2 separate regions of the Mus musculus genome follow, and region 2 is linked to region 1. A link is a contact called in public Hi-C data. All regions are on one chromosome and are shown on one strand. Each heading gives the region's core, a stretch centred on a gene start, on an enhancer-like site or on the middle of the called end of the contact. The rest is flanking DNA. Distances are from core to core; before and after follow the strand shown.

The links. A called contact is a pair of places that touch in the nucleus more often than the background predicts.
Region 2: a contact with region 1 is called in a Hi-C map of embryonic stem cells, with 2.3 times the contacts expected there. The contact joins two enhancer-like sites. A contact is called at or near these places in 8 of 39 promoter capture datasets (the 3T3-L1 cell line, 3T3-L1-derived adipocytes, cranial neural crest and 5 more), 6 of 484 Hi-C or Micro-C datasets (adipose-derived mesenchymal stem cells, cerebellum, cortical neurons and 2 more) and 2 of 115 datasets of contacts at active chromatin or transcription factors (the 230-238 cell line and embryonic stem cells).

What each region holds. Positions count from the first base shown.
Region 1 is chr2:167,228,611-167,235,220 of GRCm38.p6, reverse strand. All of the region lies in intron 1 of Ptgis (prostaglandin I2 (prostacyclin) synthase), which reads left to right. Among named protein-coding and RNA genes, the nearest start is that of Ptgis, 8.7 kb to the left of the region's middle. Within about 2 kb of position 4,715, at least 44 of the 459 cell types and tissues checked have an H3K27ac peak or open chromatin away from gene starts, as enhancers often do. A contact at or near this core is called in the 230-238 cell line and embryonic stem cells, where this site is marked.
Region 2 is chr2:167,365,398-167,372,692 of GRCm38.p6, reverse strand. No RefSeq gene overlaps it. Among named protein-coding and RNA genes, the nearest start is that of B4galt5, 20 kb to the right of the region's middle. Within about 2 kb of position 4,137, at least 123 of the 459 cell types and tissues checked have an H3K27ac peak or open chromatin away from gene starts, as enhancers often do. A contact at or near this core is called in the 230-238 cell line and embryonic stem cells, where this site is marked.

The sequences.
Region 1 (6,610 bases), core at 3,466-5,965:
TAAGAACTTTGTTTAAAAAAAGAAAGAAAAGAGACTCACCACCCAGCATTAAGGAGCAGGCCGTCATTACAGTCATTTAGCAGGGTGTGCTTGTCCTGTAACACTGCCTCAATTTGGGAGTCTGCGTTAATGAGGAAGACAAGGACAATGCAAACCACCTCTCTCCTGCGACTCTTATGTCCTCACCCACTTTGTGATGCCTTTCCAAGTATAAACAAGCAAAGCTCCATCATAGGAAATACAGCAGAAATGTCCTGGGGTTCTCTATTGCTCCACTCGCGTCTCCTCATCTCCACGCCGAGTTAAACACTGCAAACTCTGTGCAAACAGAGGATTCGAATATGCCTATGGAGTAATCTAAGAACCCCTTACTCCCCATATTTTGTTTAAAATATTGCAGGTGTCATGGTGTTTTTACTCCTAAATGTTCCAGAACATTATCAAAAACAGAGAGTCTCAACTCCCTGATCCTGTCCAAGTAGAAAAACAATTCTCACTAACACGCACACCCCCATCCAGACTCGGATTTCTATAATGCTGACAAGAATTTTAAAGCCTGATTTAACATCTGTGGCTTTTCTCTGGGGATGCCGTGGAGTTAGGTGGAGTTAGGAATCTCCTGTGTGGGCCCACTTGCAAGTGGTTACCAGCAACATTCTTTTTTTGTTTCTCGGGCCTCAGTTTCCCCATTGGTACTCTGAGGTAGCTTGCAGAGGTGTGTGTTCAGTCTCTAGCCACTTAGCTGAGTGTGTCTTTTCTTTGAGCTGGGCTGTCTGTTGCAGAGAAGATTCATGAGTGGAATCTGTGGCTGAGGGATTAGGGGGTATCCTTGGTGCCTCTGAGGAAGGCATGGCCTGGGCTGGGTAGGAGGCAGGATTTCTAGGTAGAAATGGGTGTCTGTTGTTTTAACAAGACAGAGGTTGGGCCGGAGAGAGTGGGGCAGAAGGGAGCGGGGCTTGAGGGAGAAGGAAAAGAAAAAAAGACAGGTCACCAAATGGTCCAGCATCAGTGTTAGCATCCGTGTTAGCGTTCCCTGTACCTAGGGAGGAGACATGGATGGGAGTGGGATGGGGTGGCTGGAGGGCTTCATATATACCAATCCAGTCTTCAGTTTCTCGTGAAAATGAGAAACTACACCATACTTGGTGGTCTGTCCCTATCTAAACCTCACCACAGCCCCTTCCTCCTCCAGTTGTTACTCGGAGCATGCAGCTGGTCTGTCCACGACAGGTTCCTCTGCGGTACTGGCTCAGGCCAATAAGTAATTTGACTCCCTGTCTACTTCAAAAGCAAAATCCAGACTAAGAACGTGCAGCGGGAAGGCTGTGCACCACTCCGGCTGCTTTTCTCTAAGGATTTGTTTACATTTATTTATTTATGTTTGTGTGCACACACGCGCATGTATGGGTATGCGTGCTGCGGCACTTCTGCGGCGGCCAGAGGGCAACGACGTGTGTGCCCCTGTGTCACGGAGGAGGCCAGAGGTAGATACAGGGTTTCATCCTCAATTGCTTCTTTTTTGAGACAGTCTTTCAGTGAGTCTGGAGCTCAAAAAGCAGATATGTCTGGTTTCTGTTTATTGATTTTGTTTTTTTTTTTGTGGATGTTGATGATATTAAAGCGCCCCTTTTCCTTTTCTTTTTCTTTTTTTCTCATTTCTTCCTTTTTTGAGACAGAGTCTCAAGTATCCCAGGCTAGCCTTGTGTATGACCTGCCTCACCTCCTGTGTGATGGGGTATCGGGGGTTTACAACCACACCCAGTTTGTTCACTCTGAGGATGAACCTAGGGCTTCTTTTTTTTTTTTTTAAGATTTATTATTATATGTAAGTACACTGAAGCTGTCTTCAGACAGCACCAGAAGAGGGCATCAGATCTCATTACAGGTGGTTGTGAGCCACCATGTGGTTGCTGGGATTTGAACTCAAGACCTTCAGAAGAGCAGTCGGTGCTCTTAACTGCTGAGCCATCTCTCCAGCCCAAACCTAGGGCTTTACGAATGCTTGGCAAGCCTTCTCCGTACTGAGCCAGGCCCACTCAGCTGCCTGCCATATGCTTTTTCTAATAGGCAGTGAAGGGGGTGAAGAGGGGCAGGGTGGGGCGGGACAACACCTTGGAATAGCTTTAGAAGAGCCTGTGTTAGTGGCAGAGAGGAATCCCCAGAGGCCTGTGGGTGCACGCTGGAGGAAGACTGGGCTAAGTAAGTTTAAAAGGGAGATTCAGCTCTCTAACCAGCTGAGGAGAACTGAGCCCTGTTCCATCTCCCAGCAAATTCTCCCAGGGCCCTTTCTTGCTGTGCTCTGAATTGAACTTTGCACAGAAAGGTTGGGCAGCCTACCAATGTTGCGCAGTCGATCAAGCCAGCCTCTGAGTCGGTCATTCCAGAACTCTGGACTGCTGGGCCTTCATTCTTGACCCTCTCAGCAACTCTGGGTTTGTTTACATTTATTTATTTATTTATTTATTTATTTCGTGCACAGTTTATTCCTGCGATGTGTATTCTTTAAGCACCTATTACGTTCCAGACATAGTTTTCAGTCTGAGTGAACACTAGGTCTCCTGCTCTCTTGGAACAGAGCCACTCAATGAGGACACCACTGTCAAGCCAGGGTTGCCTTAGAGGCCCTGACAGCCCTTACTGACTCCCTCCCCTGGTTCACAAAGGCTGTGGCAGAGCTGGCCCTGGGGCCTATAAGTGAGACCCCTGCCTGGTGGGAGACACTAGGAGAGAGAGCAGAGGGACATTTTGGTCTGTGGAAAACAGGATGAAGGGCTAAGTCTCAGTGCCTTCCTTCCCCAACTCCTGGTCTGGCAGGGCCTCAAAAGAGTGAGAGTGTCAATTAGCCTTGGGAGACCGCAGGCTCTGAAATAGAGCCTCCCTAGGCCCTGCTGTCCGCAGGCTGAATCATCCTGGAATGTGGCCTGTGCCCGCCCGCCAGGATTGGCTTGGGGTCCAGTGCAGGCAGGGGAGCCGCCAGCCAGCCAGCCAGCGAGGCAGGTCCCCGGCTCCAGCTTCCTGTCTTTGTCTGCACCTCCTTGGGCTTCTCTGTGGGAGAGGGGCATGGCTAGAAATAACACCTGATTAGCGCCTGTGTTCCCAAAGATGGCCCAGGGACAGATCCTGCACATTGGCAGGCTGCTGTCATCTCTCTGTGACTCTATTTCCACATCTGTAAAGTTGGGGGGACAGATGCTCAGAAGGGGTGATCATATGGGCTCTAGATGGAAACCTAGCATGCCTGCAGGGAACCTCTGGGCAAGGGCTTCAGTCTCTCCATGCCTCAGTTTTCTCCTCTATAAAATGGATCTTGTGGGAAGAGCTGTTCCTCGAGGGGAGGAGCCACTGAACTCTGACCTCTGTCCATCAGTGGCTACCACCCAGCAAGGCAACAATGGCCTATGGTGGTAATTCAAGTGCAGCCGTGGCTCAGTAAATGGCACTTAGAAGACTTCTGGGTCCTTCTCCCAGGTGCTCCTGTCCTGGCTGCCAGGTGCTCTCAGATCTCCCTTTCAGCCTCCTTAGAACGACAGAGGTCCTCATGAGCTCTTCCCATTTCACAGACCAGCACACTGAAGCAAACAACAGTTAAGTCACAAGCTAGCAAGAAGTACAACTGGAATTTGAAGCCAGGAAGTGTGGTGTTCAAGTTTGGGTGGCAACCCCTGGCCTTCATGCCTCCCTTGCACAACCCATTGCTCTGGGCTGGTAAGGGCAGATGCACACTGGCTACTGGGCTGTTCCATTGGATGCCAGAAGAGCCTTCCAGCCCAGGGCTTCAAAGGAAGGAAGACAATTCTCAGAAGCCACCAGCACTGGAGCTATGCTGGCTTTGTGTATCCTCTCTGGGCCTGGGGAGGCTAGCCTCGTCTTCAGAAGCAGTCTGGTCAGGGAGTGTTAGGGGTCTGGAGGTCGAGGCACTTCCTGTGCCCCCCATATCATCTTCATCTCCTTCAGTCTTCCTCAGTCTCTAGTGAGGCTAGGGACAGCCAGACAGAGGAGCAGAGGGGAAAGGGTGGGGGGGATCCTGAGCTCCCCTGAATTGCTAGATGTGACCAAAGCCCCTCATTCTGGAATTGGGGGAGCTGATGGCAGGCCTTTCCCCTTGGACAGTCACTGTTCCTGAACCCAGACATCTTGCCTCTCTCTCTGTATTGCTCTCCTATGTAAAAAACAGTCCGGGCACTGAGAGACTCCTGCTTCAACCCTTCCACGGGGTCTTCACTGTATCTGTCAGAGAAGCCAGACTCTCCTTGACCTTCAGGCTCTCATGGTTTTCAAGGTTATCTCTGTCATCCTCACTTAAGTGTCATCTATGCATTCTCTTCCTGGGCCACACCAGTTGCGGTATTCTTGGGGACCCCATCAGCACGCTGCCACCCGGGACACTTGCACTTGCGGCTCCTTCTGCCTGCAGGTTCCTCTCCCTCCCTCCAGAGTCTTCCCGCCCCTTCCGGCCCCGCCCCCAGACGGCTCCTTTATCCTGTCCGTTTCTGTCCTACTCCCTGTTCTGTTCTTTGTCTTTAGTGAGACTCACTCCAAGTACCTTAAACGTCACCGTTTAAAGCTGCAACTCAGGGGTTTTAGTCCAGTCTCGAGGTTGAGCAGCCGTCACCCCTAATTCCAGAACGTTTTCTCCTGAACAGAAATCCTACGTCTGTTGGCAGCTACTCTCTCTCCTTGTTCCCCAGGCAACCACTAAGCTCAGCCTAGCTCTGTGTATCTCCTGGCTCTCTGGTCTGGGTTCTCCTTAGCACCGTGTCTTAAGGTCCAACACTACTTCTTTCTTCAAGGCTGAGTACTAGTCTGCAGCATAGATATACCACAGTTAGTCTGTGTCACCATCAGTCAGTGGACTCAGGGCTGTTTCTGTTCCATGTAATAGTGTGAGAAACAGTGTGTCTGCTTATGCAGGAACCTGATTCTATTTCTAGGGGTCAAACCACTTCATACTGCAGTATGTGTAACCACTAGGGAACTGCCAGGCTGGCGTCTAAGGCAGCGACATTTGTGTACATCTGTGTGGTCCAGTTCCTTCACATCCTTGCAAACTCTTATTTTTCCTTTAACTTAAAGAAAAACAAAAACAAAGCAAGATAGTACTACAGCTATTAGAATGGGTACAAAATAGTAGCCATTGTTTTTCCCTGAGTGTGTTTTCCTGGTAACCAGGAAAATGCCCACTGGTCATTATGGCATCTTCTTTGGGGAACATTCCGTTCAAATCCTTTGAACATTTAATAATTAATTGCATGTTATTTTTTTGAAACAGTCTTCATCAAAGCTGGTCTCAAACTCATGGTTCTCCTGCCTCAGCCTCCCAAGTACTGAGATTCCAGGCCTGGCCAGCATATATATATATATATATATATATATATATATATATAAAATGTATCTTCAGGGTTGGGGATCAAGTCTACAGCTTCATGAATGGTAGGCAGGCACTGTACCACTGAGCCACATCCCAGCTCTTGTTCATTTGAGACTGTTTTATTCTGTAGCACAGGCTAGCTTCAGACCCATACTCTGTCCTCCTCAGCCTCCCAGGGCGGGGTTCACAGGTGTGCAGGGCCACACCCACCTCATGCATTTTTAAATTGGGAATGTTTGTTCTCTGTGGCCAACTTGTGTCTCTTTCACTCCTGATGGATTTGGGAGCCACTTCCTGATGGATTTGGGGGCCACTTCCTGATGGGTTTGAGGGCCATCTGTCCAGTTCTCTCCTCTGTCTCCAGTATCCAAGGCCCCAGTGTCTGCCTTGTAGTAATGTGTGGTGAGTGAGTGAATGAACTACAGTGAGAGGAAAGATATGACCATTCATTCATTCACTCCCTCACTAAATCACTGTCAGTTATTCATTCATACATTGATCATTCACTCCTCATTCATTCATTCCTTCACTGTCATTTTCAGTTATTCATTCATACATTGGTCACTCATTCACTCGTTCATAAATGCATGCATTCACTCATTCTTTTTGTTTTTTTGTTTTTGTTTTTTGTTTTGTTTTGTTTTGTTTTTTGGTTTTTCAAGACAGGGTTTCTCTGTGTAGCCCTAGCTGTCCTGGAACTCACTCTGTAAACCAGGCTGGCCTCGAACTCAGAAATCCGCCTGCCTCTGCCTCCCAAGTGCTGGGATTAAAGGCGTGCGCCACCACCGCCCGGCTATTCATTCATTCTTTACGTAGTAGACAGGTGTCTGGGGCTTTCTGCATTCCTGTGGTTCTGATGACTCTCAGGCTGAGACAGGGTCTCATAGGGGCTTAGTGACCTCCCAGGGACTTCCTTAGCTCACAGTCCCTCCTGCAGGAGGGGGCAGATGAGATGTAACTTCCCACAGAATCCAAGCACAAGGCTCTGTGGGTCTGTGTGGTAGTTAGTGCAGTAGTTTAAACCATTAGTTGGTCCTGAGCCCACAGAGGTTGGGGTCAGCGTAGGCAGAGTCCATGTGGAAGACAAAGTGTCCCTGTCTGCAGTGGCTGTCCCCTCTATCCTCATAGCCAGCCACAGAGACTGGCCCTTATATTCCTTTCCTGATTGACTCTCATTGCCCAGAGAAGCCCCATCTTCTATAAGGACTAGCTCACTAAGCAGAATGTTTATTTTAAAGGCTG
Region 2 (7,295 bases), core at 2,888-5,387, 140 kb before region 1:
ATAACACCCCCCTAAAACCAAACCAAAACAAAGTTAACAGTGCCTTTGTACAATATGATGGCACAGAACTGTAATCCAAACATGTGAGAAGCTGAGGCAGGAGGATTGCCCAAGTGTGAGTTCGGTGTGTGAGCCTACTTCAGTCCTCCCTTCAGAAAAAAAAAAGTAGCACAGTTTGAGTCCCCCCCAACCCCAAAATATGAAGTCTGAAGTCTACGACATCCACACACATCCAGTCCTCTGAATGAGAAAGTGTTCAACTGGCTGGGTCTGTAAATATTCCAAAGTCCCCAAATCTAAAAGTAGAACTACCACATACCGGTCTCAAGCATTTTGCAGGAGGCATACTGAAACCTGTGCTCCTCGAGAGGAGGGACCAAACATGTGCCCGGGGGGCAGCCTTCCTTCTAGCTCTCTAGTAGTTATTTTGAGACAGTTTTGGGTAGCCCAGGCTGGCCCCAAACTTACTCCACAGTAAGAAGGATGACCCTGAACTTCTGGTCAAACGCCTTGCATTTGCAATGCTGAAGTGACAGACTATAGCCTTGGTTTTCTTTGAGACAGGTTCTTGCCACATAGCCCTAGCTAGCCTCCAACTAGCGGCAACCCCTCTGCCTCTACTCCTGGATCCTGGGATTGTTCCTGGATGTCGCTATAGTTCTGTGGGAGACAAACAGAAAGGCATCTATATATCTTTCAATAGGGGATGGCTGGACAAATTATGGCCCATCTATACTATTCTTTTAAAGATTTATTATTTATTTATTTATTCATTATATGAGAGTACTCTGTAGCTGTCTTCTGACACACCAGAAGAGGGTGTCAGATCTCATTACAGATGGTTGTGAGCCACCATGTGGTTGCTGGGATCTGAACTCAGGACCTTCGGAAGAGCAGTCAATGCTCCGCTGAGCCATTTCTCCAGCCCTCATCTGTACTATTGATTCTGAGCAGTGATGTAAGAGATTGGGGCATGAGCCAACAAGATCAAGATGACTCAGTTAGAGGCTCCTGTCACCAAGCCTAATGACTCCCCAGGGTAAACAGAGAGAGCACTGTGACATGTATGCATGCAAACACACACACAAATGTAATATAAATAATTTAAAAAAGAAGATTAAGATAGCACTCTATGGTTTGATCTGGAAAGACTCCCAAACTAAAATGTTCTGGGCCAGGGAGAGGGGATCAAGTATCAGAAAAATACCTGGGACATGGAAATGAAGGCAAAGTGGTAAAATGCAAAGCGGACACTGGTCATCCACACACCTGGAAATGGGTAAGCCAAGGACGGCTGGGTCCCATGCTGCCAGGAGCCAGACGGCACCATTTACATCTAAATGCAAATCAATGAAAGTTACATAATTCATAATGCATTGAGCTCCTCGATGGTGGCCAGGGCAGCCAAGCTTCAAGCCTGGCCAGTGGGAGGAGATGGTGATTATTGTAGAGAAGAGTTTCCAGAAAGAAAGTATGTCTTCTGCAAGGTGACCGCCACATTAGAACTTCAGGGCCCTGCCCCGCCCCGCCCTTCCCTTCCCTTCCCTTCCCCTCCCTTCTTCCCTTCCCTTCCCTTCCCTTCCCTTCCCTTCCCTTCCCTTCCCTTCCCTTCCCTTCCCTTCGACAGAGTCTCTCTGTGTTGTGTGCCCTTGGTTGTCCTGAAAAACTCTATGAAGATCAGGCTGGCCTTGAACTCAGAGAGCTGCTGCCTCTGCCTCCTGAGAGCTGGAATTTAAGGTGTGCTCCACTGTACTCCGCTATCTCGGGCTAGCTTTAGCCTCCTACCCCCTGTCCACTGCATCTGAGGCCCACAGCGCAGCTCCTCAGCCGTCTTTCGTCCTCCCACTTAACATTACCACCAACATACTTGAAAGGTGTCTTAGTTTCTGTTTCCTTTCCTTTCCTTTCCTTTCCTTTCCTTTCCTTTCCTTTCCTTTCCTTTCCTTTCCTTTCCTTTCCTTTCCTTTCCCCTCCCCTCCCCTCCCCTCCCCTCCCCTCCCCTCCCCTCCCCTCCCCTCCCCTCTCCTCTCCTCTTTTTTTCTTTTTTTTCCGAGACAGGGTTTCTTTGTATAGTCCTGGCTGTCCTGGAACTCACTTTGTAGACCAGGCTGGCCTTGAACTCAGAAATCTGCCTGCCTCTGCTTCCTAAGTGCTGGGATCAAAGGCGTGCGCCACCACGCCCGGCTGTGTTTGTGTTTCTTATTTCTCTGTTAGCTATAAAAAACTTTATCAAACTGTTACCATGAGATATGGAGCTTGGGGTGACCTAAGTCTGGGTTCTTGGGTCAGGCTGTACATATTTGTCTCCAGAATAAATTCCTCTCATCTTTGAGGTAAGGTGTGTGTGTGTGTGTGTGTGTGTGTGTGCATGTGTGCATTCTCGGGGGGTATCTCTCTAGTATGTATCCCTGGCTGTTCTGGAACTCTATGTAGACCAGGCTGGCCTGGAACTCAGAAATCTACCTCCCTCTGTCTTCCAAGAGCTGAGATTGATAGTGTGCCCATTATGCCCACTTTCTTTTTTGTTTGTTTGGTTTTGGTTTTTCAGGACAGAGTTTCTCTGTGTAGCCCTGGCTGTCCTGGAACTTGCTTTGTAGACCAGGCTAGCCTTGAACTCCCACAGAGATCCATCTGCGTCTGCCTTCCCAGTGCTGGGGTCAAAGATGTGTGCACCACGGCTGGCTCAGCGTTTCTTTCTTTTCTTTCTTTCTTTCTTTCTTTTTTTTTTTTTAATTATTTCATTTTTTCTCACACAATATATTTTTGATCGTTTCCCCTCTTCCAACTCCTACTAGCTTCTCCTTATCTTCTTACTCACCCAACTTGATGTTCTTTTTTTCTACACACACACACACACACACACACACACACACACACACACAAGCAATTGAAAATCAAAAGAAACAAAAATACAATATATATCAAAATTTTAAAAAATCCACACACATACACACACACTACAACCAACCACTCCTGGACATGGGAGCTGCCCCGAAGTGTACTTGGCAATACCCAGTGAGTCTCCATGGGACAGAACTGACTTTCCCTTTGCCAGTGGGCATCCATTGCAAACAGCCTCTCCGTAAGAGGTGGAAAAATTCTAAGAGCTGGAGGTGATGGACAGACACCTCCAAGGAACACAGTGAGACCAATGCACATGTGATTTCACGAGACTGAGGCAGCAGGCACAGGGCCTCCACGGACTCAAGTCATGTCCCCAAAGCACTGGGGACAGAGCAGGGTGGGTTTCACCTCCAACCAGAGCTTTGTTGTGCATTGACCCTGTTAGAGCAGAATGTACAATCAGGTGACATTGAGCTATCAGTAAGGTAAGAAAGCTAAAATGAAGGCTGGAGAGATGGCTCAGGGGTTAAGAGCACTGACTGCTTTTCCAGAGGTCCTGAGTTCAATTCCCAGCAACCACATGGTGGCCCACAACCATTTGTAAGATCTGATCTCTTCCAGTGTGTCTGAAGACAACTACAGTATACTTACATAAAACAATGAATAAATCTAAAAGAAAGAAAGAAAGAGAGAAGGAAAGAAAGAAAGAGAGGAAGAAAGGAAGAAAGAAAGAAAACTAAAGCGAGCTGGACATGCCCATAATCCTGGCTCACGGGAAGATTGCAGCAAGGGCTACACGGTACCAGGTCAGCCAGGACCCAGCCAGGACTAGAGAGCAAGGTTCCATCTCAAAAGTAAAAAGAACTGATCATCCTGCCTCTACCTCCCAAGTGACTCGGTTACAACCGTGGGCTGCCACACATGATCGAGCAAGCCAACTATATCTTGACCCTTAAACTTTATTTTATTTTTTTAATTTTCAGAAGCTAAGTTCTCCAGGTAGCCCTTGATTTATGATCCTCCTGCCTAACACTTCCTGGGTGCTGGGATCACAGACATGCACCACCAAGCGCATTATGGGGTGCTAGGACCAAGTCCGGAACTTTCTACAGGCTAGGCAAGCAAGCCGCTAATTTCTTGATAAAGGGAAGTCAAACACACACACACACACACACACACACACACACACACACACACACACACACACACACGCCGGCCAGAGAGAGGAAGTCCCAGTTCCTGCCCGCATCTCACGCTGACTTGCTGTGCCCAGGAGTAGCATCACCTTGGGGCCTCCCCACTTCTCTACCTCTCATTGGCTCAGAGACTCAACGGCCCTCCCCTCCCCGGGGCTTGAATGTTCCTGTGAATCTCTTCATGTGCCCCGGAAACCCACAGAGCTTCTTCCAATCTGTTAAAGGAAGGATTCTGCAAGGACTAGGATCGAGGCACTTCTATGACCAGCCAGCAGAGATTCCATGCTCAGTATGTGGCCTAGGCTAAAGCACACCAAGTTACACTCAGACATTTTGGGCTAACCTCTGGTGTTTAGTGAGCACTCACTATAGCCTGGAGCCCCTTTGCTCAGATGTCCGCTTTGTAGTCCTCATCAGAGGTCAGAACAGTTAGAACCTCTCCAGGTGAAATCTCGAAGTTGCCAACAGGGTCCAGGAAACCCTGGGTCTTAACTGCTGTGTCTGAGCATCTGCTGTAAAAGTAAAGATGGCGCGTGGAGCAGAAGAAATCAAGGCTCTGCCGATCGCGAGGGGGGTTGACAGAGGCTGTGTGGGCCTCTTCTGCCTCTACCGGCCTCCCAGGAAATGGGAGAGGATTTCAATCAGACAGCGGACGGGCTGGTCCACGTGCGTCCCCCACCCCACCCCCGCTACCCCCACCACGTGGAGAAGTTCAAGTGGTCGGACCTGGTTCTTCCCTCTGCCTTCACACTGCTGTCTTCTTTGGAGTCCTGTGTCGTCAGTCCACCATATCCCTCGGCCCCACCCCCTCTTGGAGAGAAACTTCTGCCAGGGCGCACCTGTAGGGTGAGTGCGTGGGTGTGAGAGGTGGACGAGGAAGGGAGGTTTCTAGAGGAAATATTTCACAGAGAGAGAGAGAGAGAGAGAGAGAGAGAGAGAGAGAGAGAGAGAGAGAGAGAGAGAGAGAGAATGTGCGTGTGTGTGTGTGTGTGTGTGTGTGTGTGTGTGTGTGTGTGTGTGTGTGTGTGTAAGCACTACTCCTTTAGTGACCTAAAGGAAACCAGCGTGTGGTTATGCTGATAATGCCCAGCAGCGAAACCTCAGAGGATTGAATGGCAAGCCCTGGTTGGTTCCTGCAGACCCAGGCAGGATGCCTGAGTTCTCTCTTGAGGGCAATGGGGCACTATGGGAGAGTTTGGAGGGAAACGTGCGAATGCAATTTCCTGACATCCGATTTTGCTGTAATAAACACCGGCTTGATTGCCATGGCCTGTCCAGCCTGCTTTCTTCTATTTGTCTTTCTCTCTCTCTTACTTTCTTTCAGTTTTATTTCTTTTCTTTTCTTTCTTTCTTTCTTTCTTTCTTTCTTTTTTTTTTTTTTTTTTTTTGAGCCAGGGACACACTAGGCAAGTACCCCACCAGCTGAGCCACACCCCCAAGCCCAGGATTTGGATTTTATTCTGAATAAAGCTGAAGAGGAGTCACGGGGGTGAGGGGGTGGGGATGGGGGTGGGAGTGGGGGGGGGGGCCAGCACACTGAAGTCTTAGCAATCAGGGTAGGAGGCTGAGGCCCAGGGACTGTCTTCCCAGACAAGCAACGGCCATCTTAGACATCTTAGACAGCCCAGCTGTGCCTGCTTGCAAAGGATGTCCCATCTGGGCTGGTTGGCAGTTTGTGTCCTCTCATGGAAGTTTAGGAAGGGTCATGACAGCCACACTTAAAGTTCCCAGCCACTCCCTGCTACCTGCTGACAGCTCTGGACTAATTGCACATGGCCTCTCTGAAGGGCTGGAGTATATAGCCACAGAAGATGAAAGCTTAGGCCCACTGGGTTTAGGTGTGGCCTATTGTGTTTTTTTTTTTTCTTTTAAGGATTTATTTATTTTACTTATATGAATACACTGTAGCTGTCTTCAGACACACCGGAAGAGGGCTTCAGATCCCATTACAGATGGTTATGAGCCACCATGTGATTGCTAGGAATTGAACTCAGGACCTCTGGAAGAGCAGTCAGTGCTCTCAACAACTGAGCCATCTCTCTAGCCCTCACTTAAGCTCTTTAAGGAACCCCAATAATCACATTGGTCCCAGGGTGAACTTGGTGGCATTGTGCCTCGCTTTGCTGCTAGGACCTTAGGAGAAGAAGCCAGTGTTGACTCTCCCCCCCTGGGAAGGGATTTAAACAAGCCTGACGGAACTAATTACACCCCCTGATTCTAGCGCTGCAGAGGCACAGAGAGGACGATCCTTGGGGCTCACCAGCCTAATCAGGGAGCCTCAAATCCCAGTGAGACCAGAGAGAGAGACCCTGCCTCAAAATCAATAAATTAATTAAAAAAGCACATCTGCATTAAACCCTCCTCACAGAAATGTGTTGTGCACATGACTGCAAGGGTCACTGAGTAGACTGAGGGAGTATGCATGGTGAGCTTGCTGCTGTGCCTGGCACGGTAAGTATTAGCCCAATCCGTAGTAGGTGTCGTTGTTGCTATTTTACTGTCCTTTTTATTTATTTATTTATTTTCATTTCCTGTCCATTGGTGCTTTGCCTGCATGCACGTTTCTGCGTCTATGCAAGAGTGTTGGATCACCTGGAACTGGAGTTGCAGACAGGTGTGAGCTGTCATGTCGGTGTGGGACTAGAACCCAGGACCTCTGGAAGAGCAGCCAATGCTGTAACCACTGGCCACCTCTCCAGCCCGTGTTGTGCAGTTTGTTTGCCTTTTTGTTTGTTTGTTTGTTGTTGTTGTTGTTGTTTGCCAGCTTCTTTCTTGCCTTCTGGTGCTGAGAAGGCCCTTAGCACATTAAACACCTGTTTGACCACAGCCGTTCTGACCATTGACCCTGTTGTTTCATAAATAAATGTAGGGCCGGATCTACACTGGGGAAGCAGAGCTGTGTTGTTAAAACACAGCTTTATGCTGTGTAGTGGTGTAATGGCTGAGGTAGAAATGTTATGGTGAATGCAAGGTCAGTCAGTCTGAGCTACATGGTGCATTTCAAGCCGGTCTTAATAAGAGAGTAAGGATCTGTCTGTCTCAAATCTAAACAAGAGAGTTGGAGAGATGCCTCAGCAGGTAAGAGTACTTGCCCTTCTTTTTTTTTTTTTTTTTAAGATTTATTTATTTATTATATGTAAGTACATTGTAGCTGTCTTCAGACACTCCAGAAGAGGGAGTCAGATCTCGTTATGGATGGTTGTGAGCCACCATGTGGTTGCTGGGATTTGAACTCTGGACCTTCGGAAGAGCAGT